Regions from separate parts of the Sus scrofa genome. Here region 2 is linked to region 1. The links are chromatin contacts, called in public HiChIP or PLAC-seq maps. All regions are on one chromosome and are shown on one strand. Each heading gives the region's core, a stretch centred on a gene start, on an enhancer-like site or on the middle of the called end of the contact. The rest is flanking DNA. Distances are from core to core; before and after follow the strand shown.

Region 1 (7,500 bases), core at 3,696-6,195:
CTGGCTGGGTCAGCAGTGGAGCCTGTCAGAGGCGGGCAGACACAATAGGTGGGTGGGAGGTAAAGTGGGTGGGAGGACAGGTGGGTGGATGGGTGGACAGGTGGGTGGGTGGACAGGTTCACCATCAGGGTGGGGACGGAGGCACACGAAAGGCTGAGTGAGCACCCACATGCCCAAGGGCACAACCTGGGGTATCAGCCCCCAGGGGGTCAAGTACAAGGTCCTTGGAGACTCTGTGACAAGAATGCAGTCTATGACATGCAGCCTCCCAGACTCCAAGAGGAAGTGGCCCTTCCTCAGGGCTGGGCCTGTGATCAGCTGAGAGCAGAGCTCCAAGCTGTCGGGCCAGGACCAGTCAGAGTGGCTCAGGGGAGGCGGGGACAGGCCCTTCCAAAGCCAAGCTGGCCCAGCTCCGGCCTCCCCAGGACTGAGGGCCAGTGCCGAGGCGAAGGTGGTGGCAAGAGAGAAACTTCTCAGGGCACGCGGCATCGGCCCCCACCTCTGGACGCCAGCCCCCCACCCCCGCACCAGGCCTGGCTCCCCAGCACGTGGGTTCCCTAAGGCAAGGGCCACACCCTCCTTCCTCACCACCCAGCGCCCAGCAGGGATTAATGAATAAATGAAGACGTGGATTAATGAATTCTTTGTTGGTTTTTTTAGGGCTACACCTGCGGCATATGGAAGTTCCTAGGCCAGGGGTCAAACTGGAGCTGCAGCTGTCAGCCTACGCCACAGCCACAGCCACGGCCACAGACAGGTGGGATCCGAGCCACCTCTGCGACCTACCGCACAGCTTGCAGCGAGGCCAGGGATTGAACCTGCAACCTCACAGAGACAACGTCGGGTCCTTAACCTGCTGAGCCACAACGGGACCTTCAGGATTAATTAATTCTTATTAATTACATGTGTGTGTGTTTTTCCAGCTGGCTTCTGAGCCCTCGCTATGGATTCCTCCATTTACTCATCACAAGAACTCTATAAGGTGTGGTTTACTGCTATACCCACTTTACAGACGAGCAAACCAAGGTAGCAACCCAAAGCAGTTTGTCCTTGATCCCACAGCTAGGATCTGCACCCGGGAAGTCCAGCACCACAGCTGCAAGCTCAACCACCAGAGGCAGACACGGTCACAGTGGGGATCCGAGGGCTTCTCTGAGGCCCCCTCCTCACACTGACCACCCAACTCAGCTAGGCAGCTCTAGAGCGGGTGCTGCGACCAAGAGGAAACACGGTCACAGCCCTGATGGCCATGTGACCACGGTAAGAAAGGAGAGGGGAACAGATGCTGAGGGCTCCTATCCCAGCAAGTCCCTCGCAGGAAAGAACTATGTGCCAAGAAGGCGGGAGCAAGAGCCCCCGCTGCCTGGCCCTGTGGACCTCCCAACTTCATTCCAGACACCTCCTCCGGGAAGCCTCCCAGCTGACCTCTGCCTGCCTACCCCTGGGGACCAGGGCCATGCTGAGTCAGGGCCGAGCCCGGGAAAGGAGAAGTGGTATCAGGAAGGCACAGATGAGGGAAAATCCCGGAAAGGAGCAGTGCCCACAGAGTGCCCCCTCCGCCCCCAGCCACAGTCTGGGCCACTCAGTGCCTGTACCCCTTAGAGCAGCCCCAGCTGTGATCCGCAGTTGAAGCCCATCTCTCCTATGCCCAGGTGGCACGCGGACCCATCCGCTCTCCCCATTCTGCCCGTGGCGGGGCCGGGCACTCCTGGGCAGGGGCCGGCCCAGCTGGCAAACACACAGCCAACCTTAGCCTGGGATGTGTGGGACGTGGGAGAGTCCCGAGCCAGAGCGGGTAAGAGCAGGGTGACCGTATAACTAATCATACAAACCAGAACATTTCTGAGCATTAACAGAGGCCCTACCGGAGTTCCCGTCATGGCACAGTGGTTAACAAATCCGACTAGGAATCATGAGGTTGCGGGTTCAATCCATGGCCTTGCTCAGTGGGTTAAGGATCCGGCGTTGCCGTGAGCTGTGGTGTAGGTCGCAGATGCGGCTCGGATCCCATGTTGCTGTGGCTCTGGCGTAGGCCGGCGGCTACAGCTCCGAATAGACCCCTAGCCTGGGAACCCCACATACCGCGAGAGCGGCCCAAGAAATGGCAAAAAGACAAAAAACAAAAAAAGAAACAAACAAAAAACCCAGAAGCCCTATTAATAACTATGTCAGGGCAACAGGGGTAAACAGGGCCTGTCCTGGGCAAAATGAGATGCGTGGTCACTGCAGGTAAAGACAGAGCTTTGGAGCCAGGTGGACGTGGGCTTCCACCCCGGCTGGACCACTCGTCAGGCCGTGTCTTTAGAAAGCGGGTCACTTCACCCCTGAGCCTCAGTTCCTCTCCCATCTGCTCCTAGGCTTTCTGATCATGCAGGAAAGAGAGCCACTGCCATGTGTCACTGGCGCAATTTTCTCACCTTGGCTATGGCTGAAGGGGTCCAAGGCCCCACAAGCTGGGCCGGGAACCTGCTTCAAAGCCTCCTCCTCCAGGGTGGCCCCTGCCTCCCTCTTCATAGCCTTCTGTCTGCATCGACCACCGTAAGAGCAGATGGGCTGGGCTGCAGAGGGAGGCAGCCTGAATATCCAGGCTGGCCTTGAACTCATCCCCCACTCACGCTCCAGCCAGCCTTGACTGAGCTGCATTCCATAAATGCATCCGTCCGGGCTTCGGCATATGCTGTTCCTTCCACCAGGAACACAGTTCCCTGTCTGGCCCCCTCCTACTCCTCCTTCCAAAGGTCCGAATGGAACGTGTTCTCGCTCCACCCTGTGCTGCCCTCGGGCCCCAGGCCTTCCGATCCCTGGCCGTAGCTGTATCTGTCAATGTTTGTGTCACTGAACTGCCCACAGAGAACCAAGGCTCCAAGCCCACACCCCATCCAGGGGTCAGGACGCTCCCCCTAAAGGGTCACACAGCCTTGGAGGGACCCAGCCCCGTCCAGCCCAGACGTTCACCAGCAGGCAGGGGTGGGTGGAGGTCAGACTGTGATTTGCACACACCTGCCCCCTGGCCTGACCGCCCCTCCCCACAGGGGCAAACTCTCCCAGCTGCCCACTTCCTGGTCCCACGCCGGGCCGGGCCTCGGCGCTGTGCCCCATGCTTCCTCCACCGCTGCCTCCGCCCTTCCTTCTCCATCGCAAGAGCCAAGGGTCAGCTCCTCCTCCAGCACCTTCCCGGTTCTGTTCTATTTACTTCTGCTCAAGCCACAGCAGAGAAAGCCCTTCCTGGGGTATCCCTTGCTCAGATGGGATGCCTGTGGTTTCTCTCTCAACTTCTGCAAACGCTGCAAGTCCCCTCGGGCCACTCCATCTCCAGGCCACCGACTCACCCAGCACAGAGGGGGCTGTGGCGAGTGTGTGTTTAATGAGTGAATGAGCACCACCCCACCCCCACACGGATCCCTGGGTCAGCAGCTCCCCAGCCCTTCATGGAGCAGCCCCCGATGAACGCGGCGTCCACTCTCACGACCACGGCTTCGCCCAGCGCTCTGCACCTCTCCCTGGAGCAACAGAGCTACTGGAGCATCAACTCCCCTGTGCTCAGGACACGCCTCCTCTTCCAGGAAGTCCTCTCAGCTGCTCCCTCCTCTAAACCCACAGAGCTGGGCGCCCTGCTGTGGTGGGCAGGAGAGGGCTGAGGGCCAGGGCTCCCATGGTAGCTCTTCATGCTTCCCGGGCCTGTGCTCACCCCTCAGGGAGCGCACGACGGTAAGGCCCCTCTCCCCCAAGCCATGGCTGGTCTGGCAGCAGGAGAAGTGGGTGCCCACTGGGCCCTATGAAAAGATGAGCGGAGGGCAGAGGGCAGGGCCAGGACACAAATGGGACCTGGTTAGAGAAATCTCTGTCCCCAGTGGCCCAAGCACAGGGTTACTGAGTTCAGCAGGGATGAGAGCAACCGGGGGGAGGGGAGGCCAGCTCAGCCCCCCAGTGACACAGGCACCGCCCCCACATGACCAGAGCTGGCAGGAGGGGCAGAAAGATGCCCACTAAGTGTCAACCCACGGCAGGTCTCCCTGCCACCTGGATGGGGCGAGGGCAAAGGGGCTCAGACTGGAGCTGCCCAGAGTCACGGCACCCTTGACCCTGGCCCTGGGGGAGGCCATGGAGGACCCCTCCGTGGGTGCGGCGAGCCAGACCCAAGATCAGCACCGCTTCCCGGAGGGCAGAGACTCTGCAGAGGAGCAGCCAGAGCAGCCCAGGAAACAGGCCCCGGGGCTCCCCCCGGACCAGGAGGGGGGCTTGTAGGGGGACGGAGGGAGACCCGGAGAGCCAGGGCAGACGGAGGGCAGAGGGAGGGGAGGAAAGGAAAGGGCAGGAGGAAAACCAGAAAACAGAGAGTGAAGGAAGAGAGAAAACTCTGAGTGTGAAACGGGAGGGGCAGGGCCACCACAGAAGCCCGGGGTCAGCCTGCGGGGAGGGGAGGGGAGGGGAGGGGAGGGGAGGACAGGACAGGACAGGGACGGATGGATTCCTGCCCTCCCAGGCCTGCAAGAGGAGCCTCCCCCGGCCCCAGGCCGGCAGCCCAGCCCAGGGCAGCCCCTCGCTCACCTTCAGACGCCTGCTGGGTCCTGGGCCCGAGGGCCCCGGAGGCTCCGGCCAGCGGGCCCAGCGGGCGCCCCGGAGTGCCGTGTGCCAGCCTGCGTCCGACCTGCGCCGGGCCCGCAGCCCCCGGGCCCGTGCCCTGCGGCGTCTGCGTCCGGCACGGCTCGGTGCGCCCGCGCCTTGGGTCAGGGTCTGAGGTCACTTGTCGGAGTGTGAGTTTGTGTGTGTCACTGCGGCCCGTCGGGGGGTGGGGAGCGTGTGTACGTGTGCGCCTGTGTCTGCGTCCAGCTCGGCTCTCGTCCGGCTTCCTGCTCCCCGCCTCCCCCGCCCCTGCGGCCCGGCCAACACCAACACACACACACACACACACACACACACACACACTTCCTGAAAACTGGGCGAGACGGAGACAAGCCACCCAGAATCCCCCGGGGCAACGCTTCCTCTCCGCCCCCAGCCCCCGCCCCGCTGCAGGCTACAGCGGGCGACGAGCCACCCTAGGGCATCCAGCAGGGCCTTATGGGGTGGACACCCCCCCACACTGCCTCCCGCCACCAACAAGGAGGCGCGGGGAGGAGGGAGCCTCTCTGCAGGGAGCAGCTCTGCCTCGGCCACAAGTGAGCGGCTTTAGGAGGACCAGGGACGGGCTGGGCTGCAGGGCAGCCGAACGCACAGGTGGGAGGCCCTGCAGTGTGACTCCGGCTGGCAGTACCCCCCGCCCCGGGCACACGCTCCCTCTTCCTGAGGTATCTCCAGGCACGCAGGTATCAGAGGAGGAAACAGTGGGGGGCCCAGAGCAGCCTCACAGGGACTCTGCAGAGTGACCCGGAACCGGGGTTGGACGTGACCCTCTGTCACTCTCAGGGAGGCAGGCTGAGAGGGTTGCCAGCTATGCCGGAGTAGACGGCCCCCAGCCAAGGGGCAGAGTCTGAACGTGGGCATCCCCCGTGCAGGACTGTGTGACTCCGATCAAGTTTCTCAGCATCTCTGGACTTGGCAGCTCGTCCCCTATTAAATGACGGTGGGGGTGCAGACTCTTTGGGGGTGAAGTGGGGTCCTCCCAGGCCAGGCAGAATAATGAGCCGGGTTCTGAGAGCCTGGCCCAGCCAAGGCAGCGGGAGGGGACCCGATCCCTGTCATTTTCTGCCTGCCTCCCTTGAAGGTCTCTCCCTTCCTGAGATGTCTAGAGCGACAAAGGCTGGGAGGTGAGGAGGGGTCTGGGGTGTCCTGTGCCCTACTGCCCAGGGGGCAGCATGTGCCGAGGGCACTCTCCAGGTGCTAAGGCTGCACGGACAGCGCTGGCGCTCAGTTCCTGGCAGGACAGAAGCCCACACAGGCCTCATTGACTTAGTCACATTCTGAGTGCCGGTTTTACAGCGGGCACCGCCTCAGATGCAGGGATTCAGCAGTAAACCAGACTGACAAGGATCTGGGCCCCAAGGGAGCTGACCTTCCAGAGCGCTCAGCCTCCGGGCAGCACACGCACACAGCACACTCACACACCAGCGCGTCCTCCGTACCCAAATGACACACAGGCCAATTCATGCACACACACTCACACACATGCATGCACACACACGCACACACATACATGTATACATACTGACGTGCACACACACAAAAATGCATGCACGCGCTCACACACACACACATGTATACACTCATATGCATAGAACTCACATGCACTCACACCCATGTGTACGTGTATTCTCACACGTTCACACTAGTGCACACACTCACATGTGTGTATATACATGCACACACATACACAATCACACATATACAACTCATGCACACGCACGCTCATACATTCACGCACTCATGCAATGCTCATATGCACACGCATGCACACATATACATGTATACACATGCACTCACACATATACACGTGTACACACTCGTGCACACACGTGCATGTGCAAGCACATGTGTGCGTGTGCACACACATACATGCATGCACACATGTGCACCCACACGCACCCACACATATACATGCATGCACACGCTCATGAATATGCACGTTGTTGCCATCCCCACAGCATCAGTACATATGGGCGTATGTGTGCACACAGGCCCCAAAAAGTTCACATACACTCCAGCAAGTCACCCACTGAAATCACAGAGATCCCTCCCCACATCACGTATCAGGAGTGTACACAGCCTGCCTTAAACCATGTGCAGAGGCGGAAATACACGCTACTACCTGACGGGTGCACACCTGCAGGTGCATACACACAAGCTAGCCAGTCACGTGGAGTCTCTACCTCGCAAGTACCAGGTGCACACACAGTAGATAATCCCAAATTCTGCCGGCAGCCCATTGATGGGCCAGAGCCAAGCAGAAACGCTCCCCCAGTCACTACACGATCTGGTTCAAGAGGCCCTAAGATTGAGAGAAAGACCCCGTCACTAGAGGGTGTGGGCGAGGACAGGAAGGGCACGTCAGGGGACCCCGCAAAGGGGGGCGGAAGCGGGCCAGGCTGAGCATCTTCCACTCTGACCACAGGGACTGGGGTCACAGAAGGGGCGCGAGGGGACCGGGCAGCCAGCCAGGCTCCACCCTGGCCCCCACCCACCCAGCTCTCCCGATTAGATACGTGAGGCTCTCTCTGCCCTTCATTTGTCTACTCTGAGCTTTAAAGGCTTGGCACACCCTGGGAGCTGGGATGCTGGGCCTGCAGAGCAATCCCGAAGGCCAGAGACCCCAGGAGACACAGGAGGCCACACGTGGCAGCTCACCTCCCACGCGCCCTCGGAATGGCCCCAACTTGTGTGGAATAACCGCCTGCAGTTCTCTCAGCATGGAAGTAATTCTGGGTCCTCTAGCTACGAGGGGCCAGACTCCTGACCCTGGGAGCCTGGCCCCCCAGATGCTGGCTAAGTTCAGACTGAGGATCTGAGAGTGGGGCCGGGCACCCTGCGGTGTAGACAGGACACTTGCTCTGCCCGGAGGTCTCC
Region 2 (7,500 bases), core at 3,356-5,855, 81 kb after region 1:
GAGCATGGGAGTCGCGGGCAGCTCGTTTCTGGAGACTTGCTCTTTCCTCTGCTGACTGTCTGGCTCCCACCTTCCTCGGGAGAAAGGTCACGGCTTTGCTTTCAAACTCCTGCGCATCCTCTGGGCGGGTGGAGGGTGGAATGAACGGCACTCTGTGATTGGTTGGCAGGGAGGAGGAGGAGGCGGGGCCTGACTCAGACCAAGTCCCATCACCAGCAGCTCTGAGGGTGAAGTGGCAAGAGGAGGAGGAGGGGCTCCGGCTGGAGTGCGGAGAGGTAGGCTGGGCAGGGCTCTGAGAGGATGGGCTGGGGCAGGACGTTGGGGCTGGGAGATGTGGTCCAAGGGAGCCAGCAAGTGAGGGGCATCCCCTTGGGGGTTAGAGCGCCCCCTGGCCTGGCCCTGGCAGCTCAGGATGACGTGCCCCTGGAGGCAGTGAGGTGAGAGCCCGGGGAGGAGTGCGAGGTGTGCAGGGACCAGGCAGCCTCGGTCCCCCTCTGGACGGTCCAGCCTGCTCTGCTCACCACCTGCCCCGCAGCCTCCGGGCCCAGCACCAGTTGATGCTCCTCCGCAGTCGCAGACCAGCGTCAGATGGCCCGCCTCCGCGGTGGGGGGCTGCCGCTGCCCACACCGCTGGATGTGGTGTCTCTTGGCTTCTGTTTCAGCACATCCCTTGGTTTTCCTTTCGCTTCTGTAGCTGTTGCTTCCGCTCTGCCTTCTCTGGTTCCTTTCCCTCCTCTTTATCCCTCTCCCTTCAGATGTGGGTGTTCTTTGGGGTGAGGGACCCCCGGGGCCTCGGAGACCTTGGGTTTTCTAACTCCCAGACCCATCGCCGGCTCAGCCTTCTCTTAGGAGCTCCGGACGCTCAGTTCCTCTTTGGACCTCACATCTAAAATCCTCTCCCCGGAATCATGTGGCCAGCACCACACTGAGCTGACGCCCTGAGGACACTGGGCTGAGTAGTACTTCCATAACTTTAGGTTCCGGAAGAAACTGAGGCTCAGAGAGGTGGAGGCCGGATTTGAACTCCCTCCTGCATGAATCCACCTTCCATGATCTCCATTCTTTCAACAAATATTTACTGGCAGTCAGTCGCTACGGTCAAGGCACAGGCATTACAGCTGTAGAGAAACCCCGGCCCCATGAGCTTCGGGTCCCTGGAGGCCAGTGGGCCAGCAGACACCTGCCTGGTTGCTACACACGCCAGGTCACCTGCTCACCCAGTGCGGGGATGGGGCTGTGAAGCCGGTGAGCTCCTCTTCCACAGCCCCTGTTGTGGTTGCAGCTTGACATGTGAGGTGGTTCTCAAGCATCTGAGCCCCGCTCTGGGCTGTGAGCGCCCCAGGCCGGGGGTGCCTCTGGCTCACCTCCACTGTGTCCCTGGGGCCCGTCCCCACAGCTCAGCCTACTGACTTTGTAGACTAGCTGATAAATAAGGTGGATTGTTCCTCCCGGCCTTGGGAATCACCCGGCTGGAAACTCATAGGCCCTTTGACTCCTCCCAGCCCTCCATCCCGAGCTAGGCACCAGCTCATGGATCCTGTCTCCGAACCCATCCACTTTTGCTTCTCGTGCCCTGTCTGGCCTGGTCCAGGTTACGCTCATCCGTCCCTGCGTGATTCCCCATCTGGCACCCCATCCATTCTCCATTCAGCACCCGGAGTGATAGATTTTAGTAATAAAAATGATCTTCATTTAGAAAGACAAGCACCACACACATATATGCTTGTTGTGAACATTCCAGGAGAACAGAAGCCCATAGAACGAAAAAGTAAAAGCCCCTGTCACCACCCGCTCCATTATCAGCCTGGTCCATATTGTCCAGAGCGTCTCAGCCTGACTCCAGGGGAGTCCTCTAGCCTCTTTTGCATGTCCTGCCACTCTCTTGTCCCTGAGCTCCTGGTTCCCCGGGTCTGTGACACTCCTGCACACCCCTGGGTACTTCCCGAACCCCTCACCCCCAGCACTCCCTCCCCCCTCATGACTTCTGCAGACACACACCTGTCACTTCCTTCTGGCTATGCCAAGGCATGGGAGGGCTTTCTCTTTGACTCTTAGTACTATTTCATATATCACAACAAGCATGTTTTATTACTGTTTTAACTTTTTTTGGGGGGGGATGTGCCTGAGGCATGTGGAAGTTCCTGGGCCAGAGATCCAACCCAAGCCACAGCAGCAACCCAAGCTGCTGCAGTGACAATGCTGGATCCTTAGCCTGCTGTGCCACAAGGGAACTCCTTAACTCTGTTTTTTTTTTTTTTTTTTTTTGTCTTTTTGCCTTTTCTAGGGCTGCTCCTGTGGCATATGGAGGTTCCCAGGCTAGGGGTCCAATCGGAGCTGCAGCCGCCAGCCTACACCACGCGGGATCCAAGCCACGTCTGCAACCTACACCACAGCTCATGGCAACGCCAGATTCTTAACCCACTGAGCGAGGCCAGGGATCGAACCCACAACCTCATGGTTCCTAGTTGGATTCGTTTCCACTGTGCCACTATGGGAACTCCTATTATTTGAATTTTAAAAAGCATCGCAAAAATTAAATACCAAAACATCAGTGAAAGTCTCTGGCAGATGAGGAAGTGGAGGTGGTGTTCAGTGTTTAATGGTGGGAGGAATTATGAATGTGATGAGCTGGGCCAGCTAGGAAAGGAGGCTGCCCAGAACGCATAGGTTCCCGCCCCAGGCCCACCCACGTGGCATCGGTGCAGGTGGACTCCACACTTGCTCCTCCCCCTGACCCTCCCAGGCCCACGTGAGGAAGAACACAGGGACAGGACAGCAGCCAAGCCCCCAGTCTTGGTTACTTCCTGTTCCTCTTGCTACACTTGTGGGAACTGCTTTGCTTAGCATCTCTCTCTCCCAGTGACTCCTCAGCTCTGTGGTTCCCAGCTCTTGGCTCTTTGTTGGACCGTTCAGTGAGGCCGGGACTAGGGGCAGCTCCAGTATTCAGTCTGGGCCCTGTGCGGCCAACACGCCATTCCTGTTCTTAGCCCATGTGCCTATGCTCAGGGCTCCTTGTTGCCCGCTCTCTGGGATCTATGCTTCGGTAGGCCAGGGCTTGGAGGGGTGGGAACCGAGCACACATCCCTCGAACTCCGCCTGTAGACCAGCCCCTTAACTTGGAGCACGATGCTGGGTGGCCAGGGCTCAGGCATCAGTTCTGCCACTTTAGCTGTGTCACTTTAGGCAAGGCATTTAACCTCTCTGGGTCAATGTCCTTGGCTGTGAAACAGGGAAGAATGGCACTCCCTACTGGTTTAAACGAGTGAATACATGTAGAGTGCTCGGACCAAATGTGACACATCTGCGTGCTCTATAAACCAGCGCCATTGCTATTATTCACTTTTTTTTGGCCGGGCTCACTGCCTGTGAAAGTTCCTAGGCCAGGGATTGAACCTGTGCCAGAGCAGAAACCCAAGTCACTGAGATGACAACACTGGGTCCTTAACTCACTGTGCCACAAGGGAACTCAAGGATTGCCATTATTTAAAATGCCCTTCCTGGAGTTCCTGTTGTGGCCCAGTGGAAACGAATCCGACTAGGAACCATGAGGTTGCGGGTTCGATCCCTGGCCTCACTCAGTGGGTCAAGGATCCGGCATTGTCAGTGAGCTGTGTTGTAGGTCGCAGACACAGCTTGTATCCCGTGTTGCTGTGGCTGTGGCTAGGCGGGCAGCTGTAGCTCCAATTGGACCCCTAGCCTGGGAATTTCCATAGGTGGCAGGTGCGGCCCTAAAAAGACAAAACAAAACAAAAACAAAAAGAAAACCCCAAACTCTTCCTTATAGAAATAATGTGTTAGCCTATGAAGTAAGCACTACCATTCCCATTGGACACGTGAGGAAACAGAACAGGTTCAGAGAGGTTAACTGACTACCCCAGGTCGCAGAAAATGAGTGGTGCTGCCAGGACTGAAACTCGGGTTAGGCACCAGAGCCTAAGGCCCTGCTCAGATTCCCGAGTCAGCAGCGCCTTCCCGCGCCTGGTGCTGCACCTGTCCGCCTCAGCTTTCTCTTGAGGAAGGGGGCATGTGGGAGAGGGGCTGGAGGCCCTGCCCAGAGGCGCCCTCGCCCACCTGTCGGGCCCCTCCGCCGCCGCAGATGGCCTACCAGGTGGTGGTGAAGAGCGCGGCCCTGGGCGCCCTGGAATCGCAGCTGGAGGAGCGGCAGAGCAGGTGAGACGCGGGCGGGACCTCGCGCCCCTCGGGGAGGCTCGGGCCATCGCTGCCGGGGGGCAGGGGGGACGGGAGTCACCCGGAGGGTCTCTAGGAGGGCCCGAGGGCTTTCCCCACGTCCCCACACCTCCCCCGGGCCTGCGGTTGATCTCAGAGGCTGGGGACAGCAGGACTCCGAGGGCGGAAGGCTGGGCCGGAGTCGTGGCTTAGGCGCCCGGCTGTTCGCGTGGCCAGGGGCAAGTCTGTCCCGGCTCCGAGGCCGGTTCTTCTAAGGCAGGGACGGAGGTCCTCTCTGTCCCCCAGGCTGGCGGCTCTAGAGGCTCGCGTGGCACAGCTGCAGGAGGCGCGGGCGAAGAAGGCGCGGCAGGTGGACGCGCGGCGCGCGCTCAACGCGGCGCAGCAGGCGGCCTACGAGGCGCTGCGCGCGCACGCCGGGCGCCAGGAGGCGGCGCTGCGCAGGCTCCAGGAGGAGGCGCGCGACCTGCTCGAGCGGCTGGTGCAGCGCAAGGCGCGCGCCGCCGCCGAGCGCAATCTGCGCAACGAGCGTCGCGAGAGGTGAGCGCGCTGGGCGCGCCCCTCGGGGAGCTAAGCGGTCGCGCGCCTCGTGCGGAAGGGGCCCAGCCCCGCCTTTGGGGGCCCCGAGCCCCACGCTCAGGAGGCTTCTCTACTCCAGGGCCAAGCAGGCGCGGGTGTCCCTGGAGCTGAAGAAGGCAGCCAAGCGGACAGTGAGCATCAGCGAGTAAGAGTGGGGCTGCGCCGGGACCCGCATGCCCTGGAGCGCTCTGCTCTGGGACCGCTACAGTCCTACCCTTCTCCCACCTGCACGTGGCCGCCGGTGCATCTCACCGCACGTGTGCACGGCCGCGGGGCCGAGGCCCTCACGTAGACCTAGGCCAGGACACGTGCACACACGTGTGGTCGTAGGAGCCAGCATGCGCGCCTGGCACACGCGCACCCATCACTGTGTCTGCACATCCTCACCAGTAGGGCGCAGGGCCGCTGAGGGGCTGGCTTGGTCTCTTGGCTATTCTGAGCTTGATTCTCTCTCCCAGGAGCCCAGACGCACTGGACGATGGGATCACAGAGGAAGCAGAACCTCCGGCCCTGGCTGCGGAGCCCAAGTCCCTGGAGAGTGAGGCTATTGAGAAGTGGAGGAGGCCATTCAGGTGAGGACTCTCCCGGAGTCTTGCTCGAAGGCCTTGGGCCAGCTCTTGGGTTGAGGGGGAGCTTGAGGAGAGACTGGTGTGCAGCTGAGACCACCCCCCACCCCAGGACAGACCTGAGTTCCAGGGCCTGGAGACACTTGGGGTCATTGCCACCCCAGGGACCCAGTCCCTATCCCTACTCCTTTTCCTCCTTCCCAGGACCAGAGCTCTGGGGGTGGGATGGCAGGCTGGTGAAAGGGTGTGACCAAGAGGGGACTTGTGGGCAAGGCCCAGGGCTCAGCTGTCCCAGGCATGTGTGGGACTCCAGAGTACACGTGTGCAAGCTTAGGCGAGCATACCTGCATGTGTCTGAAGCTGTCATGGGTGGGACCTGATCGGGGCTTCAGTCCTTGGGTGCGCCTCCGTGCGACCTCCCTGTGGCGTGGAGACTGCCCCCTGCCGCCCCGGCCCTGTTCCCCAGTCCGAAGGCTCTCCTTCAGCCCTTCTTTGCAGGTTGCTGGTGTCCTGGCCTCAGGGTAGTGAAGGAACCCAGAGGAGGCCATGAGACGCTGGTGGGCCAGGTCATCCTGGGACACATGCTCTCCTGGGCATTTTTGAGGTCACTCAGCGGGTGTGGGTTTCCCCACCCTCCGTCCCCAGGCTTGTGCTATCTCATCCCGGGACACCTCCCCTGAACTTTTGTCGAGGGGCCCTTGGGTGGTGAGGCAGTTCTTAACCACCATGGTGGAAACTTTGGGACACTGCCTTCCAAATCCCCCCCTGCCTGCACCATCCTGGGGCTCTGGCTCATCCTGCTCTCCTGGCCTTGGAGGGGCCACGTTCTCGTCCCGGCTCAAGAGTGTATCGGGACGAGCGACTGCTGTCTGCGCACCTGCCCCTTAGCACCTCTCTCTTGGTTCCGCCCAGGTCTGCCTCCGCCACCTCCCTGACGGTGTTCCGCTGTGTGGATGTGGTGAAGGGGCTCCTGGAGTAAGTGTGTGTGCACGTGTGTGAAGGTGTCGGGCCCCTGGATGTGTGTGTCAGGCTCCTGAAGCCTGGGCTTGCTCTGTGTACGTGCCCAGTCTGTCTCCCGTGCGTTGCCCTGCACTCTGGGTATGAGTCTCTTCTGAGCCCCAGAAGCAGGGGCTGCGTCCATGGCCTCATTCCCAGTCCCTGCCTGGCTGTGCTCCAAGCTCTGCCCCTCACCCAAGGTCCTCACAGGGGACCAAGATCTCCAGCCTGAAGCCGCCCAGGAACTGCCACTCCTTTGGGCAACTGAGGCTCAGAAATGGCAGGAATTCATTTGAGGTCACAGTGCTGCGCAGTGGCCAAGCCGGGACTGAGCCCCAGCTCCAAGGCCTCTGTGTACCCACCACCCTGCCCTCCCTCTGCGCCCGTCTCCACACTGACCCCTGGGGTCGGAGGCTGGTGGGACCGGGCTCGCTGCACCTCCAGGCCACATGCTGCGTCGCTGCGTCTGCTTCCTGCTGTTGCTGCCGGCAGAGCTTGGGGCGCCCGAGTCAGGAGGCCTCGCTGAAAGCCCTTCTGACCCCTCCCCAGTTTCAAGAAGAGGAGGGGCCACTCGATCGGGGGCGCCCCCGAGCAGCGATACCAGAGCATCCCCGTGTGCCTGGCCGCCCGACTGCCCACCAGAGCTCAGGACGTGCTGGTGAGGACAGCGGGCCGAGGGTGGGGGCGCAGGTCCCAGGAGTGGCCCAGGGGGGCCAGGGCAGCAGGCCGGGTGGCTGGGCAGGAGCAGGCGTCTCCCCACAGCCGGTGCCAGGAGCCCCTTGGCATTTCATGGAGGGAGAGGCAGCAGGCCAGGTCGGGGGATGGGGAGCCGGGGGGAGCCTCCTGCAGGGGTCCCCTCAGCGGTGACAGCCCTGGCAGGGCCAAGTTGGAAAGTCAGCCTTTGGACAGACCCTGTGCCCGGATGCGTGCACGAGAGCTGCAAGCACGCGCGAGGGGGCGTGTGTGGCGGGAGCAGGGCCACCCACCTCCCTTTTCCCCACAGGAAGCCCACCTCTCTGAGGTCAATGCTGTTCATTTTGGCCCCAACAGCAGCGTCCTGGCCACCGGAGGGGCAGACCGCCTCATCCTCCTCTGGAATGTCGTGGGAGGTGGGTCCCTGCGCGCAGGCCAGCCCCGTGCCTTCTGTCCAGCCTCACCCTCGGCGTGCTCCGTG

The links. HiChIP or PLAC-seq counts read pairs in DNA pulled down with a chosen protein or histone mark.
Region 2: an H3K27ac HiChIP or PLAC-seq map of skeletal muscle shows a contact between it and region 1. The contact joins two enhancer-like sites. A contact is called at or near these places in 1 of 5 promoter capture datasets (liver), 15 of 47 Hi-C or Micro-C datasets (alveolar macrophages, blood, embryonic fibroblasts and 10 more) and 2 of 2 datasets of contacts at active chromatin or transcription factors (alveolar macrophages and skeletal muscle).

The regions. Positions count from the first base shown.
Region 1 is chr9:7,268,461-7,275,960 of Sscrofa11.1, forward strand. All of the region lies in intron 3 of ARAP1 (arf-GAP with Rho-GAP domain, ANK repeat and PH domain-containing protein 1), which reads right to left. Among named protein-coding and RNA genes, the nearest start is that of ARAP1, 29 kb to the right of the region's middle. Within about 2 kb of position 4,946, at least 53 of the 83 cell types and tissues checked have an H3K27ac peak or open chromatin away from gene starts, as enhancers often do. A contact at or near this core is called in alveolar macrophages, fetal liver, omental adipose tissue and 2 more, where this site is marked.
Region 2 is chr9:7,349,331-7,356,830 of Sscrofa11.1, forward strand. ATG16L2 (autophagy-related protein 16-2) reads left to right here. Exons shown (of 17, transcript XM_013977351.2): 3 at 170-275; 4 at 4,097-4,170; 5 at 4,474-4,725; 6 at 4,844-4,909; 7 at 5,223-5,336; 8 at 6,876-6,984; 9 at 7,330-7,435. Among named protein-coding and RNA genes, the nearest start is that of ATG16L2, 6.1 kb to the left of the region's middle. Within about 2 kb of position 4,606, at least 27 of the 83 cell types and tissues checked have an H3K27ac peak or open chromatin away from gene starts, as enhancers often do. A contact at or near this core is called in alveolar macrophages, fetal liver, omental adipose tissue and 2 more, where this site is marked.